3 separate regions of the Zea mays genome follow, and regions 1 and 2 are each linked to region 3. A link is a contact called in public Hi-C data. All regions are on one chromosome and are shown on one strand. The core of a region is the stretch at or near the end of the contact, and the rest is flanking DNA. Distances in the headings are between cores, read along the strand shown. Region 1 holds the start of LOC103626326 (zinc-finger homeodomain protein 9-like). Region 2 holds the start of LOC100381851. Region 3 holds the start of LOC100273201 (50S ribosomal protein L24, chloroplastic-like).

Evidence for each region. Hi-C and Micro-C count contacts between places; a contact is called where the count stands out from the background.
Region 1: a contact with region 3 is called in a Hi-C map of leaf, with 7 times the contacts expected there. The contact joins the promoter of LOC103626326 here to the promoter of LOC100273201 in region 3. A contact is called at or near these places in 9 of 25 Hi-C or Micro-C datasets (bundle sheath, ear, endosperm and 2 more).
Region 2: a contact with region 3 is called in a Hi-C map of tassel, with 2.9 times the contacts expected there. The contact joins the promoter of LOC100381851 here to the promoter of LOC100273201 in region 3. A contact is called at or near these places in 8 of 25 Hi-C or Micro-C datasets (bundle sheath, ear, endosperm and 4 more).

The regions. Positions count from the first base shown.
Region 1 is chr5:50,269,836-50,273,053 of Zm-B73-REFERENCE-NAM-5.0, forward strand. LOC103626326 (zinc-finger homeodomain protein 9-like) reads right to left here and starts at 1,706. Exons shown (of 1, transcript XM_008646723.4): 1 at 1,290-1,706. The coding sequence starts at 1,685. The coding sequence ends at 1,314. It overlaps LOC103626327, which reads left to right and starts at 1,179. Exons shown (of 2, transcript XM_008646724.2): 1 at 1,179-1,464; 2 at 1,722-2,160. The coding sequence starts at 1,432. The coding sequence ends at 1,958.
Region 2 is chr5:50,369,977-50,372,892 of Zm-B73-REFERENCE-NAM-5.0, forward strand. LOC100381851 reads left to right here and starts at 1,518. Exons shown (of 2, transcript NM_001356968.1): 1 at 1,518-1,679; 2 at 1,808-2,916. The coding sequence starts at 1,831.
Region 3 is chr5:50,136,420-50,139,814 of Zm-B73-REFERENCE-NAM-5.0, forward strand. LOC100273201 (50S ribosomal protein L24, chloroplastic-like) reads right to left here and starts at 2,029. Exons shown (of 4, transcript NM_001147644.1): 1 at 1,844-2,029; 2 at 369-407; 3 at 53-280. The coding sequence starts at 1,972. LOC100279909 (Putative beta-glucosidase 41) reads left to right here and starts at 2,348. Exons shown (of 15, transcript NM_001152861.1): 1 at 2,348-2,466.

The DNA of each region.
Region 1 (3,218 bases), core at 456-2,955, 130 kb after region 3:
GGGCTTTAGCACCTCTCGACAGCCACGTTGGCATGTACATAGGGCTCTAGCACCTCTCTGCCGGACACGTTAGCGCATAGCTACACCCCCGTTGTACAACTGGACCCTCTCCTTGCATCTATAAAAGGAAGGTCTAGTGCCCTCATGCGAGAGGGTCGTCGCGCGAGAGGATGGGCTGACGAACAGACTCGCTCTCTCTCCCTCGCGAACGCTTGTAACCACTACTGCAAGCGCACCCCGTGGTGCAGGATAACACGAGCCGCGTTCTTCCCCCTTGTGTTCCATCTCGCGCCAACCCATCTGGTCTAGGATACGCAACGGTAATTTTACTCGTCGGTCCAGGGACCCCAGAGTCGAAACGCCGATAATGGGTAACTGAGAACCGTCTGCGAAAATCGAATTTACTAACGGGTGGGCAAAAAAACCACAAGTAAAAATGGATTTTCAGGAAACATAAAAACAATGTAAACTTTGACGATAATTTTTGGCTTTCCTGTACTGTAGTGCTAGTAGTTGTCGCAAGAGGACATGTGTGCTCATTGTCTGCTTTTAGCCCACGAGGATGCAAGCGTGGGACGTGTTCGATCGAGTCTAACCATGTGCACCTATGAACACACACGCTCGTGCATTCTTACCGGCACCGTACCGATTGAATTTCAGGACACTTCTGCCGTTTGTTTTCTGGAAAAAAAATGCTTCTAGTTGCGACCACAGCAATCCTGAACACGTTGTTGGTTCCATGACGAGTAAAGAAGCTCTGTGCATGGATGGATATAAATACACTGAATTGCAGGTGCATCGCTAACGTGTTGGGCCGGCCAAATTTAGATACCAGCCCAAAAGTGAAGATCACGGTCAGGTCGCGAACTAAAATAGGCTAAAGGCGATCGATCCCTTGGCCCATATCTCCGTTGAGTTGCTGGTTCTGCTATTCCACTGGCTTCTCCTACTTGTTCAAAATTAAATAAGGAGATGATTTTAGCCCTTATAATTTTTTCTAGTTTTGTGGCTTCTGGCCCTTAGATTGAAGAAATTTGGTAAAATGGGTCGCTCGTATTTATTGCTCTGCAAAATACACCGCTTCAAACTGACCTCGTTAAAAAGGATCCTTCGAGTCTGCGCGCTCGTCAAAAGAGATCACGAGTAATTTTAGGGCACCTGACAGGTGAGTCCGTGAATCCTTGTGCCGATTCTACCTTACGGTCTCAGGCTCAACGCATGCCGTCTGTTTCCCATTTCTCCTCCTTCTCTGTCTTCCTCTCGCACGCAGCGCCATTTCCTTCCTCCCTCCTCCTCTGTCGAAGCTTGGATTTCTAGGCACGGTGCACAGGGGCGAAGCTTGGATTTCTAGGCATGGCGCACAGCGGCAGCGCCTCCTTGTCCGTGGTGTAGTCGGTGGCGACGGTGGGCGCCGAGGAGGCGGCGACGTTGATGTTGAAGCCGGTGGCGGCCGTCGGGGACAAGGTGAGGACGGGAGGGGGAGGGGTGATCCTGGATGGGTTGAATGACGGTGCTGCAGCAGCGCCGGCGCCGTCGGCTGGGGTTTGGAGCGACGCGGCGGCGGGGGCGGGCGAGGAGGCGCTGCGGCGGGCGCTGTGCCCGCCCGGGAAGTTGTGCTTGTTGTTGTGCATCCAGACCTTGAAGACGCCCTTGCCGACGCCGATGTCGCGGCACCACTCGACCATGAGCTGTACACTGACCCTGGCGTATTTGTACCACAGGATGCTGGCATCGCTGGCCTGAACAGCAAGACGCACATGAAGATCCTACTGAAATGGATGACGGGGAGAAATGTCGTGAAGCTGACCTGCGTGCACGTGGGCAACGCGAAGAAGTCCTCTACTCCCGGTCCACTGAAAGCAGCAGCAGCGCCGGCGCATCACCGTCATCCACATCGGCCTCGCAGTGACGGTCAGTCGCCGTTAAGCCTTGGTGTGGTTCTTGATGTTGCTTTGTAGATCGATGGAGGCTGCCTCCGGTCATGGTGATCCCATGTTTAACCTTGATGACGAACATTGGAAAAAGCATTTTGTTTTATGGACTGGAATAGTCTGCAAACATCACGATAGCAATATTGTTCTGCTGCTCATCAGCTGAGGATGCTGCCCTGTCCTGAACTCCTGATTTTGCTTTTGATCTACTATGTGATGATTTGCTCTTTGTTGAGCACCATTTTGAGCGGGCGGACGGTCCGGCCCTGAGGCCGGACGGTCCGCGGTCCGGACAGTCCGCGCCTGTGGGCCGGACGGTCCGCGCATGCGCCGAGCAGTTTAGGGTTCCGAGTTTTGTGCTATGTTTGTTGGCTAGATTTGCGGAATTAACCCGGAATCCAGTCGTGTAAAGGGTCCAGCCCCCCTCCTCTATATAAAGAGAGGTCTACGACCGATTTGTAATTATCAATCGAATCAATACAACTTCTATTCGCATTTATTTCCAGTACAATTAGGAGTAGTTCTAGTCTAGTTCTAGTTTAGCCTCTCGATCCCCAAATTCTTCGCCTCTCTTCGACTCTACGCCGATTAGAGGAGTCTAGGTCGGCCGGCCCGAGCCTAGACAACCCCTAGGATCTCTCCTCCCCGACGGGGTCCCTCCCGGGAGCGAGATCCAGGCACCGCCGGCGATCTTCCGCCGCCCCTGCGCACGCGCGGACCGTCCGGCCCCAGGGCGCGGACCGTCCGGACGTGAGGCAGGAAAACCTAGCCCCTGCGCCAGGTCGCGGACCGTCCGGCCCCAGGCCGCGGACCGTTCGCGCCTGACCAGAGAGTACCGTCGCCGGTTCTTCTTGAGTATTTGGTGCTCCGAAAAAGCGTCAACATACTTTTTGGCGACTCCGCTGGGGAACACAAATACAGAGTCATCAAATCGGCCCTCAATGGCCGGTTCAAGGGATAGCTCTGATATTTCCCCAAGTAACATCATAGAGCCGACTTGGGACACATTACCGGCTGACGAACAGCTCCAGTTTGAGGAGCACAAGGAGCAGATGATCCAGGAGGCAAAAGCGAGGTTCTTGGCCAACTTCAAAGTGGACAGGAACAACAAAGTCGTCCGACATCGGGCGACGGATCCGGCTTCACTGCGACCCACGCCAGACATCCCCAATGTAAGTAATACAAACGAGCTGCAATCTCTTAAGAATTATGTAGATGAACAGCGTGAGAAAATGCAAAATATCATAGGGGATATGCAAAACGACTATAGGAGATTAGCGCGTGCAT
Region 2 (2,916 bases), core at 268-2,767, 230 kb after region 3:
ATTTTTTTTCTCTTGCCAGCACAGCGAAGTTGCTAGATTCAGCATGCTCTTTTTTTATATATATTTTCCATGCAGCGAGACAAACCAAGTCCGATACACGTGGCACAAATATTGTCTAAATATGAAGAACTGTTGGAGACCAGGCTATTTTTTTTATTTCTAATAGCTAATTAGCAACTTGCTAAATATAAGTTTAGGAAGGTTTTTTCTAGAGAATTATTGGAGTTGCTTTAAAAAGACATATACCAAGATCAGACAACGTACACCAGGCAGCTGAACTGGCTTGAAGCCCGGAAACCTGCTGCCTGCTGTATGCCAGATGTGGTGGGCGCCGGCTGAACGTGCGCAACCGGCAGGCGCGCGGCCGCGGGGGCCGGGGGCGCGGGACATGCGCTATTGCGATGCCGCAGCAACGGTATAGCCCAGCCGGCTATCGGCAAGCAGCCGCAGCAACGGAGCGCGCCAACGCTGGGAACCCCATAACGTCCCGGAAAAACCGAATTCGTCTTCTTCCCACCTGTACTCCACTCCACCTCCACGGCGGTATAGGCGTATAGCTAACATTTGATGTGCGGCAGCTTTTTTCTCATGGACACAGGGCCGAAACCTCCAACTCCTGTAGTCGGTGTCAATGCTAGGAATAGGATCCGATGCCCACCACGAGTCCCAACAATCGGCACCATCCGTGCAGCCTACGGCGCTAGCCGGTTAAACTCGAACGAACGCAATTTCTTTTATGCCTCGGTCGATGCGGAAGCGTAGGTAGGACGCGACACGAACGAAGTCCCATATTTGTTCGTATCTGCTTGCGCCAAACGAGCAGCCTCTCTGAACTGAATTAAGCTGCAGTAGAGAAAATGTATGGATTTTGCAGGTGTAGAATCATCTTCGAATTTAAAATCTTCGAGATGGAACGACATTTTCCGATGGGGTTCGGTAGAAGACGCGCACTGCAACTGCAACGTCTGCCTCCCCCACCCGATCCTCCCACGTAGAGATGGTCAAACGGGCCGCCCGGCCCGGCCCCGGTGAAGCCCGGCTAAAAACCGGGCCGGGCCTGCTGAGCCCGCGGGCTCAATTTCTTGTCAAGCCCGGACTGCAGCGGGCCTAAACGGGTCGGTAAGCACATTTTAGTGTAAAAAAACGGGCTTAACAGGCTTAGAGGTAAATGGGCCGTGCCGGACTAACCCGCCGTGCCTAGTTTCCTGTCTAAGCCTGGCACGGCACGAAAAGCAGGCCAGGCTCGGACCGGACCCAAAAAGCGGACTTCGTGCCGGGCTCGCGGGACTCGTGCTTATTGGCTATATACTCCCACGGTCCTCCTACCTTTACCGAGGAGTAGTACATGCAGCGTGGCCCTACTGTCAGCGAATGTATTTTCACCTTTTCTTTCTCAAAAAAAAATCCACTCGCAATAATACAGGCGCGCGGCGGCGCTCCCCTTCCGCTCCCGAGCCCAACGGTCGAGTACTGACACCACCGGCCTCTTAAACCCTCTTCCTCTTTCCCCGCACCGCAATTTTCGAAGAAACAACGAATCCCGCCTCAAGACCACGCGAGTGCGCAAGGGGAAGCAGGAATACATCCGTTCCCGGCCTCCGCGAGTGCGCAAGGGGAAGCAGGAATACATCCGTTCCCGGCCTCCGCTCAGCCGTCGATCGATCGTTCGTCTGGTCCAGGTATCCGTCAGTCTGGTTTCGAGTTTCAGTTGGCCGGTCGGATTCGTCCGTGGCTCTGTTCCTGCTGGTTCGCTTCTCCCCTGATCTTCTCTGCTTGAGCCGATCCTCTCTCGACGGGAACGGTACAGGGGCGTCTCAGTTGGCCGGGGCGATGGAGGAGGACCCGCTCATCCAGCTGGTGCACGTCTGGAGCAACGCCGCCTGCGACAACGCCGCCGCCTCATCCTCCGTGTGTCACGCCCATTCCCCGGCGCCCGCGAGCGCCCGCGAGGGCGAGGGGGACAAGGAGAACCTCCGGCCCGAGCCCGACGTTGAGGCGGAGATCGGCCACATCGAGGCGGAGATCCTGCGCTTGTCCTCCCGCCTCCACCACCTCCGCACCTCCCAGCAGCTGCAGCCGCCTAAGTGCGCAGAGGTCGCACCCGCGCCCGAAACGAAGGCGGCGGCAGCGCGCCCGCGGCCGCGGGGGCGCAGCCTGGGACCGCTCGACATCGTCGCTGCCGTCAACCCCAACCTGCTCACCACTGACAAGCAGCAGCCGCCGCGCGCCGCGCAGGGGTTGAAGCCGATCAAGCAGGCCCCGGCGGCGGCGCGAGGGAGGGGCTTCAGCCTCGCGCCGCTCGACACCGTTGCCGCGAACCCTAGGGTCCCCTCCGCCGCGCCGCAGAGGAAGATTCAGGGCGAGGGCGGCGGCGCGTGGCCGACCCTGAGGCCGATCAAGGAGCCCCCCGTGCAGCGGCGCAGGGGCGTCAGCCTCGGCCCTTTGGAGATCCACCACGGCGTCGGCAGCAAGCCCGGGGCGACGGTGGCGGCAGCGCGGGTCAAGCCACTCTCCAACAAGCTCGGTGCCGTCCGAGAGGAAGGCCAGCGTTCCAAGCAGCACGCCGTCCCCGCCAGACCGTGGCCGTCCAGCAATGCCAAGCACCCACTGGATGCCAAGCAAAGCACCGTAGCAAGCAGGGCCAAGGCGAGGAGCGGGAGCATGAGTCCCAGCAGGTTAAGGAGGCAGTCCACTTCCAAGGCTACCGAGACAAGAGCAGGCAACGCCAAGGCTACAGAGGCAAGGGGTGGGAACGCGACACTCGGAGATAACAACGTGGCTGATGTGCTCACGCTCAAATGCGCGGTGGCCGATCATAACAGGAATGTATCTACTGGGAAGAGGCCGGCGGGGAGCTCCAAGGTCAGAATTGTCCCGAGCCGCTACAGCCTCACGCCCGGCTCGTCCCTGATAGCT
Region 3 (3,395 bases), core at 779-3,278:
GCAAAGCATCATGAGAGGCCCAAAAAACAAGTTCAATAGAAATTTTGCTGACCATGACGATTTCACCGGGTTCATCGTCTGTGCCTTTCTTGTGCTTCGACTTCAAGTTCAGGTCCTTCACGATCACCGTGCTGTTGTGCTTGAAAAGGCGTGTGACTTCTCCAACCTTTCCTTTCTCACGGCCTGCAATAACCTGTACCGTGTCCCCGATCCTAACATGCATCTTGTGCAGCACAGGAAGACTGTTTGGTTTACACTTCTTTCGCTCCCATCTCTTAAGCTGCAGTGGAAAGTGAAGTTTTAGGACATTTCACATTATTGGATAAAAAAGGTATCAAATATTTGGACTAAAGATTTTTTTTACTCACTCTCATTTCAATTGGGCATATCTTGACCATAAACCTTACCTGCATATTGAACATATTAAACAGCTTGTCAGAACTTCACATCCTAAAGACATAAGATTCCATTTCAAATCAAAGAGACACTAATCAGATGCTTCTGAGATATGGCATGACTCAAACACAGTGGTTACGATTCATGTTGATCTGATCAAGACACTACAGGATCCAGGGCTCCTCTTTATGTTTGAGTAATACGATATCCCTTAAAATACAGTGGTTCTATCACTTCCTTCAACAGTGATTACTTGACCTCACTATCTATTCTTTACTTGCTTTTGCTTCTTAACAGAAAGGTTTATCCTCATCCGATTCTTATCAGTTGGGAATTTTCCAGGCACAAGTACATACAGGTAAGGCATAATAAAGATGACACAGAAAAGAAAGCAGGGTTCAAATACAAACATCATTATGCTCATAATACACTATTTGGCGCCAAATTTTGTTTCCAGTTAGTCATATGTATTGTGTGATGTGGGGTAATTCAGGCATAAATATATATAAACAAAATCAGTGGCACATTGAGGGCAACATAATTTCTTCAGTTGACATTTTGACCGCTTCAAAAGCAACATAATTTCCTCAGTTAACAAACTAAATAAAGAGTACTCGAACAAATTTTACCACATGAAACACAGCATACTCTCTATTAGCACTAAAAGGCAAACATGTGCATAGTTGTATATGCAAAAAGGACAATACCGGATTACCAATGACAAAGGAAATTCTCTTACTTAAATTAATCCCAATCAGTTAATCTATTTGGCGCACTCAAATCTTACCATTTAAGCTTCCATGCAAGATAAAAATAAAAAAAGAAGGTAGACGAAATTCAATATGGACACGGTCTAAATTTAGTGTGTGTCGTGGAGCAAATAGAAACTTAATGTAATATGAAATCTAATAAGGGCGAGTTTGGCATAGTTCTACTCCAAAACTTTGGGTGAAGTATATCTGCTCCGAAGTGTAGATTGCTTTCTCATAACCAGTGCATTGGATGTGTCTTGATTGTTTTTGAAGGATTTTTCAAAGTAGCAAAAAATGTACTCCAAAAAATTATACTACAACTCTCAAAACTCTATAGAGTTTGCAACTCTAGAATTAGGGTGTTTAGTTGACTTTGTCCAGGTCTTCCTTAAAGTTTTGCTCTAGAGTGATGTCAAACACCCCTAAACATAGTCATATTAGAAGCCTGGTTTGTCATCCTTGAAAATGCACAATTAATAACAATGCAAAGGTAATTTTCCATTTCATTGCATCCAATCCATACAGACTAGCTCCAAAACCGTAATGCAAGCTCGAATGTCCCTAGAACAATTCCATCCGACCGCGCTTTGCAACGCTATCCAGAAACTCCAGAGTAAAATCTTTCACCAGAACAGCTACTTATTATCTACCAAACCATCAGCAGAACGGAACGGAATTGGGAAGCAGGAACAGACCCCAGGCTGCGGCGCGGAGTAGGTGGCGAGCCGGTTGCCCCAGAAGCTGCTGCTGCTCGCCGTCGCCGCGCCTAGCGCGGAGATGGAGAGCGACGCCATGGCGCCCTGCAGCGATGCCATCCCAGCCATCCTCTCGCCGCTCTCCCTCTCTCACTGGACTTGCTCAGCGCCCAAACTGCTCAAAGGATAACGCACGCGGCTTCTTCGAGTTGCCCGGAACCGGAAGAGAGAGGATAACGCGCTCTTGTATTCTGACGCTGGTGGGTTGGGCCTCGTCACTAAATGAGACAGGCCTCAGGTGAGGCACAGATGGGCCTGGAAGACGCTTAGGTGATCCAGTGAGGCCCATGGGTGCTCGTTCTACCGCCGTGAGAGGCTACAGGCTAGGGCCTCGGCTCCACGAGCGAGCTCCGCACGCATCAGCTGATCAGCATCACTGCATCAGCTATCAGGACGACAGGACGAGGACGGCGGGGTCAAGGCTCTCTTTCTCTCTCCCTCCCTCTCTGCGTGTCTCCTCGCACGCTACGCGAGGCCACGCGAGATTGCTTGGGAGATGCGTGCCCGCCTCCAGATTCCCCGTTCCAGCGCCGAGGCGCGCAAGCTACGCGACGGTTGCTGAGGCAAGCGAACCCCCTACTCCAGTTTTTCACTTTGCTGTTGTGTAAAATAAAATTCGCGTTACAGAGACAGAGACAGTTTGGGCGATGGAGGGTAGGTGGATGGCGGTGACATCGAAGCTTTGCGCTTTTGCTGCTGCAGGTCCCATCCTGCACCGAGAAAGGGTGGGATGTCAATCGGATTTCTCTATTGCAAATCATGGTTGCAAGTTAGACGTGTTTACCTCAGATCTTTTTCTCCAGAGACATTGGGTATCTCTTTTCTCATAGTGGACTACATTTCTCCCCCTCGAAGTCAATATCTCTTTCTTCGACTTTTCATTGCTGGCAGTTCTGCGCATGTCCTAAATCCTTGAATCATAGTAGGACATCCATGACAGATCACATAAACAACACGGCCAATACATCACTGGGCAGTTGGGCCTCGGCTCCTATCGCCGTCATCTAACTACCATCTAGGGAATCAGGAATGGTCCTGCCGTGCAAGCAAACCTTTAACGTTCCCCATGGGATAAGCATGTGACTATGCAAATGCCCGACACAAATTATATCTTATTATGGTTAAGAATCTTGTGTTTATTTTTCTCTTTCTCCTTTTCTATTCGCCACATGTGTTGAGATAACTATGCAAATCGTGACATGAAGTTTTGTTTCTATGTGGCGCTACCAAACAAAATGGATAAGGAAATGTGTGGCTTTTTTCCATGATAATTGCGACAGTTTCATTTCGTAGCTATCTGTTCCTCGTGGCCATAGTAATGCTTTGCACTTTGTTAATTTTGTAAGAAAAGAAATGGCATGATCTAATAATAAGGCCTTCTCTCTATGTGGCTAACTGGCAAGGGCTTAGCAATCCTCCCCCTTTCTAACTATAACCTTTTAAGGCATGGATGCTGGAGTGCTGGGCAAAACTCAATCTGTCTGGGCAAAGC